2 separate regions of the Sus scrofa genome follow, and region 1 is linked to region 2. The links are chromatin contacts, called in public Hi-C maps. All regions are on one chromosome and are shown on one strand. Each heading gives the region's core, a stretch centred on a gene start, on an enhancer-like site or on the middle of the called end of the contact. The rest is flanking DNA. Distances are from core to core; before and after follow the strand shown.

Region 1 (2,851 bases), core at 345-2,844, 250 kb before region 2:
GGCTTCTCCCAAAGTGAGTAATACAGAGAGAAAAAGTTGATATCATTCTGCTTTTAATGACCTAGTCTCTACATCACACACTCCACTTTGGTCCATTCTATTCACTGTAAGTTAGGCACCAACTTAGCTCACACTCAGTGGGGCAGGTTTATACAAGGATGTTACTGCCAGGAGTTAGGGACCACTGGGGGCCATATTTAAAGTTGGAGTTCCTGTTATGGCTCAGTGGTAATAAACCACACTAGTATCCATGAGGACGCAGGTTCAATCCCTGGCCCCGCTCAGTGGGCTAAGCATCATCCAACATTGTGGAGTAGGTTGCAAATACAGCTTGGATCTTGCTTTGCTGTGGCTGTGGCATAGGCCAGCAGCTACAGCTCTGATTCAACCCCTAGGCTGGGAACTTCCACATGCAAGGATGCAGACCTAAAAAGACCAAAAAAAAAATTAAAAATTAAAAAAATAATAAAGCTAACATCCTCAAGAACTGTAGAGTTAGTATTAAGAATCTCGTATTTTTATCTTTTTTGAGGTGGGGGATAAGGTGGCTATAAGAACTGGAATTACAGAAAGGCTATTGAGCCCCTCATGGACTAAAGAGTTCTAGTGTGTGTAGGTTCTAATTATTTTATGTCCGATGTCTAATCTCATCATCTGTGCATGAGTTATTGCAACCTTTGATACTATAGTTTAAGGCATATTTCTTTTGTAACTTCATGTAAATCACAGAGTTTATGTTTTCATTAAAAGCAAATATTTTTGTCACTTAAGGAAAAGAAAGTAAAAGTCCTCTGAAATCATCCCACCCAGAGATAACCACTATTAACATTTGATGAGCATTTCAGAGATTTCTGTATCTATATGCATAAACATATAAACTATGTATTATATAATTTTATGTAATTTTACAATAATAGTGCACCTGCTTCTCATCACCTGCAGTTTTCACTTGATAATATCCTGTGAGCCATTTTCCATGTCGATAAATATAGCTCTATACCATCATTTTTAGTGACTGCAGTGTGTCCCATTGTATGGATGCTCTGTAATTTACTCCACAAGTCACTGATTATTAGGACATTAAGGTTGTTTTATATTTATGTTTTTAGATGCCTAAATGTGCAGCTGTGGGGAAGCCCAGCTTAACCCAAACCCAAAATACAGGGCATTCATTTTCCTGGTTTTCTTTCCTTTTCCATAGGTTTTTAGATTTGAGTGAACATGCAGTGTTTCAGCATTATTTGTGAAAGATGTAGAAAAACATTTTTTAAAGAATTCCAAAAGTCCAGAGTTTGTAAAGGAACCAGTGGTTCAGGAGGGCTTTTATTTTCTGGGTAAAGTTAACTTTACGAATTTTATGAGAAGATTCACAGGTCACACTTTCTCCATTCATCCTTAATATGCCACCTTGTAGACAGAGAGAAACACTAATCAGAATCATTGAGGGGTTTGGCCCCATAGGGCACGCTTTAGTGTAAAAACACACTCAGCAAGAACCAAATACCTAAGTCGTGGCTGAACGTCTGTTAACCCAAGCTCATTTAAAGCTCTTCATAAAAGCAAAAGGATGTTACCCTTCGATCATGTAACCAGGGTGACCGTATAATTTATAACCCAAATGAGGCACATTAAGGGAGTAAAATAAGATGTTATTAACTGTTACCGGGCACAACAGACATAAACCAAAACTGTGCCAGGCAAACTGGGACATATGGTCGACCCAAATATATCAATTAAGGAAACTAAGATACAGACTGCTGAAATGACTCCTCAGCCTCCGCAGCCAGGAAATTTGCTGTGAAGCAAAACCAGACACCCTCTGTTCCAGGTCCTTTACTGTTTTGTAGATTTCCAGGTCTCTGAATATCGTGTATTTTCTGGCTGGTGCCACTTCTCCCTAGATGAGATTGCATGGGTACATTTTTTTTTTTTTTAATTTCTTGAACTTGCTTTCTTGGAGAACTATTTCTACAGTATTGATGTATTTACCCTTACCCAGATACAACAAAGAGTTATTAAATACTTGTTTTCATTCTGGGTATCTTCATTTTCCTCCTGTCCTTGCAACTTAGGAATCTGCTGAGGGGTAGTTCATGGGTCTGCCACTAGAGAGAGTGCCGGCCAAGATTTTGGGTCTAGAGTTTGAAAGGTCAGTGTTTTGCGAAGAAGGAGCAAGAGGAGATTTGCTCCCTTAGATCGCCTAAAGAATGAGCTTTGACTGTCTATGATCGGAAAGTTCTTTACCCCACTTCTGCCTCTAATTTTTTCTAAGTGTCAGTAGTAGTAGCAGTGTTAGTATTATTTAATTTTTGGTTTAATTCGAACATCTGTTGGAAACTTTGCTAGTCTATCTGTGGTTTTTACCCTAGAACCTCCTACGCTTTCTTCCTTTTATTCCCCAAACTCCCATGTTTTCTTCAATCATTGAACTCACATTATACTATCATTACTTATTACTGTTTATGGTGCCCTCCTTATCACTTATGATCTTATGAAGGACAAGAGTTACTTTATGAATTTAATTTGTTCTAGCACAAAGTTGGCACTTGGTTCATGTTCTGTAATTAGTAAAATAATGAATGCAGAAACAAAATGAAAGACGATGATACGATGCAGGAGGGAATCTGTATTTCAGGATGTCTATCTTGCTGCAGGATGCCTGCAATTGGGATACTAAATTTGGATTTTAAAATTTCAAAGAAGAAAGGCATAGCCAGAGAAAATAAAACAAGTAGCTTACTTATCTCCAACTTTCAATGAAAAGAAAGAGAAGGACAATAAAAGCAAAAAGAAAAAATTCAAGAAGTTCCCTTCATGGCTCAGCAGAAACGAATCTCACTAGCATCCATGA
Region 2 (2,860 bases), core at 240-2,739:
GGAGCTTAAGGACACCAGTAATTGGCAAGGGGATATCTTAAACTACCATTTGACCCGCGCCACCTCACACATGATTTACGAAGCTTCATAGAATAGGAGGAAAAAGCACTTCTTTTAAAGCTAATGTAAATTTGAATGTTCAGCCTTTTCAAAATGAGGTTTTAAACTGACTTTGTTTTTTCCAGCGTGAGAAATAATTGACCTATATCACTGTATATGTTTAAGGCAGATGGCATGAGAGGTTGATTTACATACACTGTGAAATGATGGCCACAACAGGTTCAGCTAATATCTAGCTTCTCATTTAGACTATAAAAAGAAGAAAAGGATAAAGGAAAAAAATATTTTTTGTGATCAGAACTCTTAGGACTTACTCTCTTAACAATTTTCCTTTATACCATACAGCAGTGCTAACCACGCCATGGGGTTGTACAGTGTGTCTCTGCTACTTATTTATCATAAAACCAGGAGTTTGTCCTTTCTTTTTTTTTTTTTTTTTTTTTTTTTTTGTCTTTCTCCCATTTCTTGGACCGCTCCGGCGGCATATGGAGGTTCCCAGGCTAGGGGTCTAATTGGAGCTGTAGCCACCGGCCTACACCAGAGCCACACCAACTCCAGATCCGAGCCCTGTCTGCAACCTACACCACAGCTCATGGCAACGCCGGATCCCCAACCCACTGAGCAAGGCCAGGGACCGAACCCGAAACCTCATGGTTCCTAGTCGGATTCCTTAACCACTGCGCCACGAGGGGAACTCCAAGGAGTTTGTCCTTTCTGACCACCTTCCTCCAATCTGACCCTTGGGGCAACCACAAGTCTGATTAAAGTGACTATTTAAAACAGAAATATAGTTTTTCTTTCTTTCACTTTTTTTTGTATTTTTCTTTTCTTCCTTCTTTTTTTCTTTTTTCCATCTAAAATAGGCACATCAGAGTTCCCGTTGTGCTTCAGCGGGTTAAGAACCCGACTAGCACATGAGGATGTGAGTTCGATCCCTGACAAAGCTCAGGGAGTTAAGGATCCAGCGTTGCCACAAGCTGCAGCATAGGTTACAGAGGAGGTGGCTGTGGCTTAGGCCTGCAGCTGCAGCTCTGATTGGACCCATAGCCTGGGAACTTCCATATGCCACAGGTTTGGCCATAAAAAGGAAAAAAAAAAATCATAAAAAAAAAAATAAAATAAGTATCTCTGACTCAAAGAAGTTAGCAGGGTCATTAAACCCTCAAAGTTGGAGCACCCCCCCCATCTCAAGAGTAAGGAACCTGACGAGTGTCCATGAGGAGGCACGGTCTATCCCTGGCCTTGCTCAGTGGGTTAAGGATTCTGGGTGGCCTAGAACTGTGGTATAGGTCCCACACTCATGGTTTGGATGTAGTGGCTGTGGTGTAGCCCCGGGAGCTATAGCTCCAATTAATTCAATCCCTAGCCTGGTAACTTCCATATGCCCTGGGTGGGTGTGTGGTGCAGCCCTACAAAAAAAAAAAAAAAAAAAGCTTATTTTCCAAAATAAGACTGGGTCTTGGCTTTCCAGATGCTACTGGCTTATTAGCCAGAAAATGCTGGTCTGTGTTTTGCTTTCTAAAAGGGCAGTGGGCAGCATCACATGACAAAGGGGTCAATTTCCTACAGGATCCTTTATCTAGATGGGAAAGTATTTTTAATCTAAGCAAAGTTAATGAAAGGGTTTTTGTTTGTTTGTTTAATTTAAAGAACAAATTCGAATCCTTCCAAACATTTATCGTTCAATATTTAAAATACGATCGATCTATTGAAATTTCATCTAAAATAAATTGATGTTCACCTGGCTTTCTTTCTTTCTTTTACTTTTTTCCTTTTTTAAGTGTTTGCTGCTCTGCCTTTGAGGGCGACTTGCTTTGGCTAGGGTAGGCAGGCAGCCCAGTTTCTCCAACGAGATTCCAACCCCATACCCCCCCCCTCCCCGAAATCCTAAATCTGAAACAGAGCTGCAGAATGCCTGTGTAGTTCTCACACAAAACTTCCCAGCTGCAGGAACCGGGGCGCGGGGAGGTGAGAGGGAGACTCGCTTCTTTTAGGAGCTGGCCTTTGCAATCCTGGCGCAAGAGCAGAGGCAGAGCTGACTACTCTGCGCTCTCCTGGTGAAACCGCGTACGCTCGCGGACGGGAAACCAAAGAGGGAGGACGTGTTCAAGGGCGACACGGAGCGATGGAGAGCGGGCTCCTCGCGCGGATCCCGGCCAGGGCTGCCTGGCCGCTGGCGTCGGGGCCCAGCGCCGATGCGTGAGGATGGCTCCGCCTGCTTCTTAGGCGGTGCGGGGATCACTGATGCCTAAGGTAGCACCTGCCCGGAAGGAAAGAGGCGCTAACGCACGTGGGAGGGGCGCAGGTCCAGCGGACCTTGAGATGCGGGAAAGTGGAGGAAGACGTGGGCTCCGGGTTCGGACCTACCCTGCCCTAACAAGACAGAGACAGGAGACCGGACATCCCAGGTTTGCTGCGACGGCAGAATCACCCAATCCACAACCCACCCCAGCCTCCCAAGCCGCGCTGGTCCTTTCCCCAACCTCCCCTCCCCACCCCCACTGAAACCCAAGGAACTGCCCTGCCAGGTGGGCGGGACCGACTCATTCAGTACCTGTCGGCGAGAGTCCAGAGTCCTGCCCCGCTGGCGGGAGCTCTGAGTAGCCAGCCCGGCAACGACCCGACCCAACTCCGGGCAGCACCAGGGCGGGCCGGGCAGCAGTGGGCGCTCGCGATCCTCCTCTGCCCAACGCGCACTCCCTCAGGGCCCGGCCTCCTCCGTCCCCTCCTCCTGCTCCTGCTCCTCCTCCCGCTCCTCCCCTCAGCGGGTCTGATCGCCTAGTCTCCAGCCTGCAAAGTC

Evidence for each region. Hi-C and Micro-C count contacts between places; a contact is called where the count stands out from the background.
Region 1: a contact with region 2 is called in a Hi-C map of omental adipose tissue, with 2.2 times the contacts expected there. The contact joins the enhancer-like site here to the promoter of HS3ST1 in region 2. A contact is called at or near these places in 5 of 47 Hi-C or Micro-C datasets (embryonic fibroblasts, fetal liver, omental adipose tissue and 1 more).

What each region holds. Positions count from the first base shown.
Region 1 is chr8:7,678,069-7,680,919 of Sscrofa11.1, reverse strand. No RefSeq gene overlaps it. Among named protein-coding and RNA genes, the nearest start is that of HS3ST1, 250 kb to the right of the region's middle. Within about 2 kb of position 1,594, at least 6 of the 83 cell types and tissues checked have an H3K27ac peak or open chromatin away from gene starts, as enhancers often do. A contact at or near this core is called in omental adipose tissue, where this site is marked.
Region 2 is chr8:7,423,187-7,426,046 of Sscrofa11.1, reverse strand. HS3ST1 (heparan sulfate glucosamine 3-O-sulfotransferase 1) reads left to right here and starts at 1,489. Exons shown (of 2, transcript XM_021101019.1): 1 at 1,489-2,860.